Linked DNA regions of Anas platyrhynchos: region 2 is linked to region 1. Evidence: chromatin contacts called from public Hi-C data. All regions are on one chromosome and are shown on one strand. Each heading gives the region's core, a stretch centred on a gene start, on an enhancer-like site or on the middle of the called end of the contact. The rest is flanking DNA. Distances are from core to core; before and after follow the strand shown.

What was found. A called contact is a pair of places that touch in the nucleus more often than the background predicts.
Region 2: a contact with region 1 is called in a Hi-C map of liver, with 3 times the contacts expected there. The contact joins two enhancer-like sites. A contact is called at or near these places in 5 of 8 Hi-C or Micro-C datasets (F1 follicle, liver, skeletal muscle and 1 more).

Annotation. Positions count from the first base shown.
Region 1 is chr5:4,429,228-4,435,266 of IASCAAS_PekinDuck_T2T, reverse strand. It overlaps KTN1 (kinectin 1), which reads right to left. Exons shown (of 42, transcript XM_072038126.1): 39 at 5,167-5,250; 40 at 3,428-3,520. Among named protein-coding and RNA genes, the nearest start is that of KTN1, 67 kb to the right of the region's middle. Within about 2 kb of position 2,431, at least 3 of the 8 cell types and tissues checked have an H3K27ac peak or open chromatin away from gene starts, as enhancers often do.
Region 2 is chr5:4,587,019-4,592,571 of IASCAAS_PekinDuck_T2T, reverse strand. No RefSeq gene overlaps it. Among named protein-coding and RNA genes, the nearest start is that of TMEM260, 38 kb to the left of the region's middle. Within about 2 kb of position 2,646, at least 2 of the 8 cell types and tissues checked have an H3K27ac peak or open chromatin away from gene starts, as enhancers often do.

The sequences.
Region 1 (6,039 bases), core at 1,182-3,681:
CCAAAGCCACTCTTGCTGCGCTAACGCTGATCTAATCCCCGCTTTATTACCCTCATTGATTACCTCCTCCAGAGCCACACAAAGGGCTCCACGTTCACATACACCTGCAGGAGAGCTTCCCTCTGCAATCCAGCAGCCACAGATCAGCAGATCTGCCTCGGTGCCAGCGATGCAGAAGCGCCCAGCTCTCCGTGTGAGCACAGACATTTCTGCAAGCGCTCAGCACCAGCTGAGAGCAGCCTGCCAGAAGGAGACCGATGCAAACGCCGGTGCCAATCTCTCCCTGGGGTTTAAGGGAAATTAGAGGGAGTTCACGGAGAGCCACTTCCCCAGCTCCCACTTTTGCAGAGCTGCTGCAAGGCACAGGGCAGTAAATCAAACCCAAGCACCTGCCCCATTACGGAGACCGCTGCGGGCTCAGGCAGAGCAGAGCGATGCATTGCCAAGCTCTCACTCGCACGCCACTGCCCTAAAAAAATCATTTTTCTGCCCTAAAAATCATTGGGAATCTGTATCAGAGTAGCTTTAACCCATCTCACCCTTATTAAGGTAGGAAATCAGGGCTGTTAAGGCTGAGAATTTGCTTAACGGCCTCCTACAGGTTGATGGAAGCGGAGAGGCAAACGCAATTAGCATCGCAGCAAATGACTGAGTCATGGCACTGGCCGATGGTGCTGGCAATAGGGCTGTGTGTGTGTTAGAGGAACCAGCACGAGCAGAAGCGATGAAGGAGCCTTTCCGTTCACCCTCAGCCCTCCCCTCCTCTCCTTTCCTCGCTCCTTCCTCTTCTCCCCTCTATTTTGTGGCTCTGCTAATACTGCTCGGTGTTTACCCGTGAGTTACAGGCACATCCCCAGCCCTCCTGGGATCCGATCCTGACCAGCAATGGATGAATTTAGGCCAAAAACACACACACAGCAGCTTCTGCTAACCCAGGGCTGTGAGGCTGCCTTATGGGGCCAGTGCTGAAGCATCATTTGCCCTCTCTGGTTAAGCCGCCTGATGTTTGCACGCACTGCCCCAAATCCCCTGGATAAGCAGAGGTCTGGAAGATCTCCTGGGGTCTGGAAGATCTCCTGGGGTCCTCTGCAATTCCCATGTCCCTTCTGCCAGGCATCGAGCTGACAGATTCAGCCCTGCCATGCTCTCCATGTACAGCACCTCCCATTTCCAAGGATGGGGTGTTTCACACAGATTTGGGGAAGAAAGCACGTTAGATGGCACATAATCCTCAAAATAAGTTCGCCACCGAGGAGAGCTGCTGAATATAAACGACCTCCTTACAGCACACTGAAAGGCAGCCTTTAGTCATCATCCAGTCCCACAAGTGACAAGGAGGCTGATTAGAAAACCCAAATGCTCTATTTTTAAATAGAAAGAAAAGGAATCTAAAGAAAACACCGAGTGTCTGAGGGTTTACGCAAGCATCATTTCTGAATTTTGGGGGCTGGGTCTAGTCCCCAGAAGGAACTAATATGCTCGTTTGCAAGCATGTGTTTTCAGGTCCTTCAGGAGGAAAAAAAAGGCACTGTTGCTAGGTGGAAGTGGCTGGAAGACTTTCTTTTTTAATCGGCGAGCTATTTTAAGCTAGGTTTTTAGGCTTCCGGGGAGACAGCTTTCTTTTTTTTATATAAAAAAAAAAGCAGCAAAATGGGTTTAGAGAAGGAGAGAATGTTCTAATTTCAGCCTCTGCCGATGGCTACCTGTTTAGACAATTAAGATTTCTACTAATGAAGGCTTAATTATAGGTTTATTAGGAGTGTTTTTTCCACATTTCCCAGAATAAAGCAATAGATATTCTGGAGGGAGCCTGGATGGGGCTCCCACGCTGCTATAGGGGAGCAATCCACGAACCAGAGGGGTTGTGCAAGGCTCAAGGGATTAAAACCAGCTCCAGCCACAGAAGGGCAGATCTAACAGCACCTAGCTGAGGGTCTGCCAGCACCTCCAGCTGTGAAATGCCGTGGCTGAGGCTGTACCACCACGCTCCTGGCGGTTTATTTCCAGCTGTGGCAGTTGTTGGGGGACAGCCCAGGGATGTTTGAGGAGCTTTGAGATGTGCTCGCTGCTTGTTTACGGTGGGTGAGCATCCAAAGAGGTTGCACTGAGCTGGGAGAGCTCCACGAAGAGGGAAAATGGGCAGGACAAGGGATTTCCACCATGGTTGGTTGTATTATTACCCTGCCCCAAACCTTGCACCTGCCTTTTTAGCACCTCCATCCATCCGTAGCACCAGTCCCAAAGGCAGGCCACCAGGAAGGCAGAGCAGAGGGCAAGCAGTTTGTCACCGACGTGAGGAGGTGACAAACTCCTCTCCGTCCTGCTGCAGCCAGACCCAGAGCACCCACCTGGCACCGTCTGGCCTTCTGCTGGCCACAAATACCTCACCTCCCTTCCAGGAAACCAGCTCACAGGGCTGGGCCGTGAGCGGTTTCGCAAGCCCAGCTGCGTCTCTGGCTCTGCTGTGGTCAGCCCACAACACAGAGGTCGATCAGCATCCATGACTGATCGCTCTGGGAAAGACATTTCATTTCTGCTAACGACTACAAAGGCAAAGGCTTTTCTACAGTGCTCCTTAGAGGACTCCTGGCTTCCTCTTCCAGCTGATGAAACTACTTATTTTCAGTGGCTAAAGCAGTCGATATAAATTATTTGTCCTACCAGCAAGCACTCGTCTCCCCCCTCAAATGACAGCGTTTCCTTCCACTCGATCCATCAGAAGGAAACGGGTAATGAGTTCCATTGACACCACTTAGCTGTGCAAAATGTGCTGGGAAGACATCTGCTTCAGCCTCCCCAGCTGCCTTCTGCAAAGCTGTGCTGAAGCTGACGTGAAAGCTCTTGTTTCCAGGGATGGGGAAGCCCTGCTACAAAGCCAGGACTCAGCCGCTCGTACAGGTGGTGTCTTTTTAGGGCCAGCACTCTGGGAGTAACCCACACGGACAGGTGGTTACCCACTAGCATGAGGAAGAAACCACCGTAGACAGAGTTCCCGCAGTTCCAGATCCTACAACCCCTTTACACATGCCAACCCATCAGTTAAAATTTTTAGCTTAGTTAGTAATCAGATTTATTTTTAGCCTCCTTTCTTGAAGGAAGGAGTCTGGGTATCTTCCCTGAACTCTTCCCACTTTTGCCCAAACCAAACCAACAACCCTTGGCAGTGCAGATCTCATGTCCAGAACCTCTCCCCCTCCTCCTTGCAAATTTGAGCCATGGCAGGAAGTCACAATCCAGATGACAGCAAAACTCCTGGTGCTTAGAACAAGGTCAGCATCCCTGGGATACAGCTCCAGGACAGAAAACTTCATCAAGCCTCAATCTTCCCATCAGCAGCACATTTCTAAGCAAGACGTGACTTCCCAAAGCTCACTCTTAGCAGGAAATTTGTGCTGCCCCTGAGTACGGTCTCAAGAGAAACACTCACCGAGTCTGTGCGAACGTCGCTGTTTTCAATAACGTTGGCATCCCCAACCACTTTGCCAATTTCTCTCTCAAGAGACGCCAAGGACTCCTGGGCCTGTAGGGTGGGAAAAGAGAAAAAGAACAAGGGAGAGAACAATTAGCAAAGGCTGAGAAGCGAACCCTCAACTCTCTAGGAGCAATGCTAGAGACAGGAAATCATTGTTCAGTAGGAAATGTGTTTTATGCCAAATTTGCTCAGGGGACCAACACATTTGCCAAGATTGACATGTCTCCTTACAATCAGTGCGCTGAGTGTCAGCCTGCCTGCATTTTAAAAGCAATTCTGTGGGGAAGCTCTAATAGTCTCGTGTCAAGTTATTAGGTAAAAAATTGCACTTTTTTTTTTTCCCACGTGAGAGCAGCAGCACAGGCAGGTCTCTAGAAGCCGGATTGCAGATCTTCATTTACACACAGCACACCCTGAACCAGGGACATCAGCACTGCTCGCTTCATATGTCAACATCCAGCATAACTGTCCTGAGCAAAGTGTTTTCAATGCTATCACAGCAGATCTCCTTTGTCTTCACTTCCTGCAGAGCTTGTGATCATCTGTCCCTGTCCTATTAGACAGCCAGCCTACCCCAGCAACAGCTCTCCCCCTCCAGCCCTGCAAGAACCCAGCCCCATTTCCTTGCAGTGCATCTGCTTCCCCCTTTTTTTGTCCCCCTGCCTTGCTGAGCTACACAGCCGAATTTCTCATCCAGCCATTGTTTTAGATGAACACAAACTAACCTTGTGGAATCACATCTCAAAGCACTACGGGAAAACCTCCCCCTTGCTTGACAGTTTGGTCAGAGCAAACCTTGTTTTGCTTTCTTCCTCTGCTTCCCATCACAAGCAGAGTGCTCTCCTCTTTCCAGGCCTTTATTCTCACCTTTAAGGAGAAACTCACCTCCATCCTCTGCTTCTCAACCTCTTCTCATCTCCAAATACCAATAGATAGACCAGGAGATGGCAACAGAGGTGTTTTATATCCCACTAACCATTCTCCAAGCTGCCCCGTGACAACAGCCCAGCTTCCACAAGCAAACACATTGCCAGGGCACCAAGAAGACCACTGATCCTGCCAACCATCCCACTGGCCCACTGATTCCTTCCCAGTTTCACATTATACTTGTGGCTGAGAAAGCAGCCTCACTGAAGGAACAAGGTGTTGTAGAGGCTAGAGTCAGACCTCAGTTTCTCTGCAGCCTATTCTTGTCTCTGCATATCAATTCTCCCATGAGAGGCTCATTTATGGGGTGACAGCACTGAGACCTCGTATGCCTAAAGATTTCCCACTCCATTCCATTTTGCAAGAGCAGTCGTTGAGGAAAAGCAGAGGTAACCCCACATGCTTGTCCCACCAAGCTTCCTTAGAGCTAACGTTAAAGATCTCCCAACTGGCTGTAGCCCAGGAGATGGCAACCATGTGCAAATGGGCAGGTGGTTTGTTAGCCAACTTGTAACCACTGCCATTCCAGTTGGGATTTAAAAGCTTCAGGCTCTGATGTGGGTGGAGGGCTGTGGGACGGGATATTTATTAGGCTGGGTTTCTTTAAAGAATTATTTGTCAGCCCCAAATCACCACTTGTTCCTGCTGGCATACAAGTATCACAGACAAGAGGCATTTTCAAGAAGTTTCCCAGCATTTTAAAAACCAGAGATCCTGATGACTCGAGTAACACTGAAGATCCGCATCTCATAAGGGTCTCTGCTTACCTTTGGCAAGTCACCAGCCACCTTCTGTCTCTCATTTTGATCAACTTTGAGTTTTGATAGTGTTTCATTTAACTGTGTTTTCAGCTGCAAAATAGTAACAAAAAATCAGTTTTACACACATGCAGATTTAATTCATCTTTCCCCTGGATTAACCCAGTGCACATGGACTGCAAAGGGAGCGAGATTACTAAAAATTACTGCACGCACTTGATTAGTCAACATATATGATGAGGTTTACAAGGACAGTCAAGGAAGAGAGATTCCATCTGTGAAGACAAATGTAAAGAATGGAAACTACAGAAAAAAAAGACAAAAAGTTGGAATCAGCTTGATTACAACTGGTCTCAACTTTGAGGCTATATTGCCAGGAAGACTATTAGCAATACTGAGTGTATGTAAGCCTCTCCAAGCACTCCTATCACAAGTCAGTCAAGACTTCAACTTAATTCTTGGTAAATATGCCAAAACGTAGACTGTCATCTTATTAATTTAAGCTAAACAGTCACCTTACTGCCAAATAAATTAAAAACAACAACAACAACAACCACCCCTCTACTTGTCATCTTAATGAAGCACCACTTGTTACAACTCCGTTGACTTAACCAGTCTGCTAATGTCACATCAAGGAATGAATCACTGACAGGGGTATATTAAGTTGTCGATCGTGTTTAGATTCAGCCCAAGAAGTGAAACTATTTCAGTCAAGTGGGACGAATACTTTCTACCGGCTGCCCTTAAAATACAGCTTTCCAAAGAAAGGATGTAAACATATTTTTTTTTTAAAGAATATTTCGATTGCTCTTCAACACAGCACACAGAATGAGCCACAGCACTTAAGGCGTGAGCCTCAAATAGGAACACTAACAAGAAGCT
Region 2 (5,553 bases), core at 1,397-3,896, 160 kb before region 1:
GCAGCACCCCGGGACCTTCAGCACGGCCCCGCCTGGAGCTGCGCCTTCCTTTGGCCATTTGTCGGGCTGAGCTTTTCCTCCTGCCAAAATCATCGGGAAAAAAACCCTCTGCTTTTCTTTTAGGGTCCCTTTCTTCGGTGTGTTGGCTGGTGCCAGGCAGGGATGCCCGCACAGGGATGAGCTCTGCAGGAGCCGAACCCCCGTGGAAAGCTCGGTGCTGTCGGCGCAGCCGATGCTCTCCCACGAGTTACAGCAGCAGGGACCGATCCCCAGCACAAGCAGCACGGCAGAAAATCCAGCAAGTAAAACCTCTCAGAGCATCACTTCTCCCAGGCTGAAGGGGTCTCCAGATGGGATTTCAGTGTGCTCGGGTGCTGCGGTGGTTTTCCCTCCAAGCAAAGGGGATGCTGTGGCTGAGCAGTGCCTCTTTTGTGGTCTTGCACCCAGGACAGGCAGCTCTAAATGTTCCTAAGTCACAAGCCTGGTTTCAAAGTCAGCAGATTGTTAGAAATTTACTCGTTCTTTGCTGCTATTTGTCTTAATTTTCATTTTATTTTTTTTAATGTTCTATATTTGGCTTTCTTTTGATGTGCGTTCAGGTTTGTGTCTCTCCCTGCAACCAGATGGGCTTTAAAATAGGAAAAAAAAAAAAGCAGCAATTTGGATACATTCACCCAGCTCCAGCTGTTTAATCCTCACAACAAAGCAGCTGTGGAAAATTTGGGAGGAGGCCACAGCACCATGACTGGTGGGAAGCCTCAGGGACCTGCAGCCACATCCAAAGTCCCGTCTGCGTCTGAGCACGGAGGCAGGGACCATGATGGGGCTGTGTTGGGTCCCTCAGTGCTCCACGGGATGGGCATGGGGATTTGCTAGAAAAGCAAACGATGATTCGGCTTCTGCAGCCTCAGGATACGTCCGCAAACCAACAGGTAAAATCCCAGAAAAATGCATTTTTAGGCTGGCTAAGTCAGTCAGAGCTGCTGCCAGGTGCTGGATGCAGAGATGAGGTGAAGCCTCATTTCCCACGGCCGCATCCTGCCCCATGCAGAGGGAAGAAACCGCTCTGGTTCCTGCTCCTGTGGGGGGAATTTAAGCACAGCCTCATGCAGCGGTGCCCACCCAGCCCTTTGCAGTACTCCCCACCCTGCTGAGCTTTTCCTCCTGCCAAAATCACTGGGAAAAAAACCCTCTGGTCAAGAGAGATGAAAGATGCAGAGGAAAATGCGTAAAAGCAAACAGCTGGGTGGAGAGCACTCGTGTTACGATAGATTGGGTGAAAAGGGCATTTATTACTGGGGCTAAGGGAAGAGAAAACTGGAGCTGAGAAGCAGCCAGTGCAGTGCTGCTAATGTCCAGCTGATCGCAGGTGTCGGGGCAGCTCTGGAAATGTGGAAAAATGGATTGGGGTGGGACCAGGATCAGACCCAACAGGGGGGCTGACCTGGGCTGCCCCCACCCGTCCTGGGCAGAAAATCGCCTGCATCTCTGCAGGATTCAGCTCCTGGGGAACAAAGAGATGCAAAAGCATCTGGTTGCACGGGGTGGTTTTGTAGGAAATAAGCATTAAACGTGCTCTCATTCTTAATGAGATAGTGCTCAGGTTACTAACTGCAGCATGCAGTAACCCACAGAGGGTCCTACGCCTGTGCCCCAAGGAGCAGCACAGCAGCAAACAGCACACATAGACCAGGTAGAGAATTGGAAAAGCAAGGAAGAGCACAGAAATGGTTTTAAGGCCAGAGAAAATAGCATGCAGAAAGGCTCATAAGGATCTCATCCTGCTTAAGTTTATGGGATGGAGGGTCTTGAATCTGTCAGTGAACCCGAATGGGAATAAAAGGAGAATGATACAGCCACAAAGACAGCACACAGGTTGATTTTGGGGAAAGCAGAAATATACAGAGCCTTTGCTTTGGGGTGACGTTGCTTTGGCCTTTTTCCAGGCAGGAGCTCAGGACAGCTGACAAGGAAGGCAGGAGGCAGCTCAGCGTGCATCCATAACCCTACAAGGTCAAGGGGAAGAAAAATGAAGCAAAAAATGATTTTAGTAAAGAACAAACAAAGTAAAAAACACTTAAGCCTCAACATTTTCTGTGACATTGCCCCCGTTATACAGCAGCATGGAGCCCCATCGTGTCCCTCTGGAACGAGCAGCCTCCAAGAGCCCAGGGCTCTAAATCTCCCCCTGGTTGCTGCCTGGCACTCTGCAGGAAACCCCAGCCCCATAGGGTGCCAAAGCCAACCTAGGACTATGGCAGCCATCAGCTGCTCCGCTTTCACATTGCTAAGAGATTTTTTACTCCAAATCCAAGGTTTATTTATTTATTTTTTTAATTATTCTTCCCCCCAGCAAAAATTGTCAGTGGAAGGATGCCGTCAGTGCTGCCCTACACCTGGTGTCACCAATGGGTCCACCTCCTCCCAGGCCAAAGGCAGCCACACTGCCAAGTCCTGCCCAAATCTCCCCCTTTGTTTCCAAAAACTTCCCTTAAAAAAAAAAAAAAAGCCAGGCTTGGGGAGATGCTGTGACAGCAGCTTCACCATCATCATCCACACCCAGGCATGGATTTACGCTTGCTGAGATTAGGGGCCGGAGACCTAGTTTGTAGCAGGCTCTGCACTGATTAATTGCAGGCCTTGAATCCGAAACATGCCAAGTCTTTCAACTCTGCAGACAATGTCTGGGTTCTGCTCCCAGCCCGCTTGTTGTGGTGAATCACTTGAAAAGACTTCAGGCTTTTGAGGAAATTTCTGGCATTTGCTGGCACACATGGTAATTCCAGCAAGCAGAGCCAAGGGGGAATCATTTACTCGAACATCTAAATCCCTCTGGAAATGGTGTCTTACAGATGCTCTCAGTATTTTAATTCAGTTGGTTGTTCTAGATGGAGTTTAACATGCCAGGAACTTCCACAGAACAGAAAATTCCCAAAACTTCTCTTTGGAAACAGCGAAGGAAGAACGATGTTTGTCTGCAGAATTTACTCAGAGCAAACTGAAGTTTTTTCAGTGGGGGAAACTTTAACCAAATCAGAGGGATTTTGTACTTAAGCAATCTAACGGGGGAGCTTTGCATTTGTGAGCACCAACAAAAATTTACCTTCCTTGGAAACTGGAAGAGGGAATGAGGAAAGGAGGGGATGAGGAAAAGCCAGCTGCTCCTCTGCCTTAACAGAAACAGGCGCCCAGGGAGGCTACGGATACCACCTCTTAACTGCCAGGCTACGATTTACTATTATTATTATTATTATTATATGAATCTCCTCCTTTTCAGCCTGCAAACTCTGCCCAAATAAAACCAACAAGGTTGGGATACTACCGCACTTCCACGTGCTGGAAATCCCATGCTTGGCCTGCAGTGATGCCACCCTGGGGGGACACACAGGGATCCCATGGCAGCAGCATTGAACCTCACACAGACAGCAGGGACACAGCCAAGTTCATCCAGCTCCCTCTATCTTCCTCGGGATCAGGTCTCCTGCTCTGGGCATGGCCGAGCCCTTTTTACATCTGCTGTGGGCAGCCTCACCTCAGGAGCCTCCCACCTTGTTCTCTCGCAGCACAGGCGAGGCAGGACATCTGGCCCACATGTGTGCAAGGGAGGAAAGATTTCTGCCTTGCAGGATAGGGACTGCCCATAACACTTGCTGTTCCCTGCTCTGGAGGCTCCTGGCTGTCTGGACACTCTCCATTACGTGCACTCAGATCCCCCAGGAGCATGGCAGGAAGGCACGGGTGGGGCCTGGTGAGAAGGTAGCGAAGACTGCCCGCAGGGAGTATCCCCCCCTCGAAATCAGCAGGCTCCGGGGAAATAAGCATGTTAAATAAGGATATACAAAATGATAGATAGATAGATTTTCTGCTGCTTGCAAGATGAAAGTAACGAAGCTTCATTTTCTGTCAGAAAACACTTAAATCATTGTTTCAGACCTGCAGGCAGGGCAGGGCTGGGCAGTCCTGTGATTCCCATTCCTTAGATAGGGAAGGGGAAATTAAAAGCCTCCTGCCTAAGGTCAGAGCAGGGAAAAGCCAGGCCCAAAGCCTGCCCTCCTTGAGGCTTTGCTGCTTTCCCTGGGACTCAATTATTACCATTATTAGGCTTTAGGTGCCTACACTGCATTACCTGCCCTATCCTATGAGGGCTGTAGGGGCTGGCACGACTTTTGGCATGGACATAAGCAGTCCCTTCCCTGGCTCCTCTCTTCCTATTTAAGCAGAGAAATAAAGAGCAGAGGGGACGCACCACAGCCCTGAGGTCAGCCAGATGCTGCTCATTGCTTTCACCAGGCTGCTGAGCTGGATTTGTGGTCTTAAGTTGACAGGCAGTTTGGCCCAAATCCCGAACTGCCCTGGAGGCTGAGGCCAGCTCCTCTCATGGCTAACCCAGCTGGCTGTGCAGCTGCATGGTGCAGGCTTTCAGCAGCTGCCACTGCCTCCTGCATCTTCCCTTAGCAGGGCACAGAAGGACCTAGGCAAAACCACTCTTGATGAGGGACAAATGGCATCTTGCTGCTGAAGAAACCTCTCTATCAGAGCAAGGTTCAACACAGGGAGAATCAGAGAACCATCCAGGCTGGAAAAGACCTTCATGATCACCAAGCCCAGCCATTGATTAATGTTGGTACTGCTGAATGCCAAGACTTGTCCCTCCATGCCATGACCTCACGTCTCTTCAAAACCGCCAGGGATGGGGACTCCACCACCTCCCTGGGCAGCCCATGAGGTGCCCGACCACCCTCTCCATGAAGAAATGTTTCCCAATGCCCAGCCTAAACCTCCTCTGGCACAACACAAGGCCATTTTCTCACATGTCATCACTTGAGAAAAGGGACAAACAGCCCCTCACCGCAGCCTCCTTTGAGGTAGCTGTAGTGAACAAGGAGGCCTCCCCTCAGCCTCCTTCTCTCCAAACAGCCCCAGTTCCCTCAACGTCTCCTCATAACTCATTTTCCAGCCTTTTTACCAGCTTCCTCACTCTTCTCCGCACATTCTCGATCAACTCCCTGTCCTTCCTGCAGTGAGGGGCCCCAACTAATCACGCTGTTTGAGGGACGTGGGCCTAAGGTGTCTACAGCTGGCCCTAAGCGCCTTCAGGGCACTGGGCCCACGGTGGCCTCTATCACCACAGCAGAGCAGAGGATTTGGCTGCCAACTGAGCCAAAGGATCCTTTCTTTGCCCGGTCCACATGCTCAGCTTGCCCCGTGGCCCACACAGCTCCGTTCCTACACAGAGATTTATGAACCAGACCAAGAGGCTGGGCCGCTTCTCCAGAAAGAGCAGCGACAGCCCTCATGGAGCAAGGGGGTTGGCGTCCAGCTTCGGCCTTCCTCCCTTCTGCTTCTCACTTCATCAGAGGTGGCAAATTTAAACTTGGTTCAAAGGCCAGGCCCTGCCTTTGCAGAGTTTTAACACAGCATTTAAGGCAAATATTCCACCAACTGTGTTCATACTGCATAGTTTTATATAGTTTTAAACACTGATGTAATTGGGGTTCTTGTGAACTCCTTCCTGCTGTTGTTTCCTCATCTTGAGCCTGTATTCTGACATGA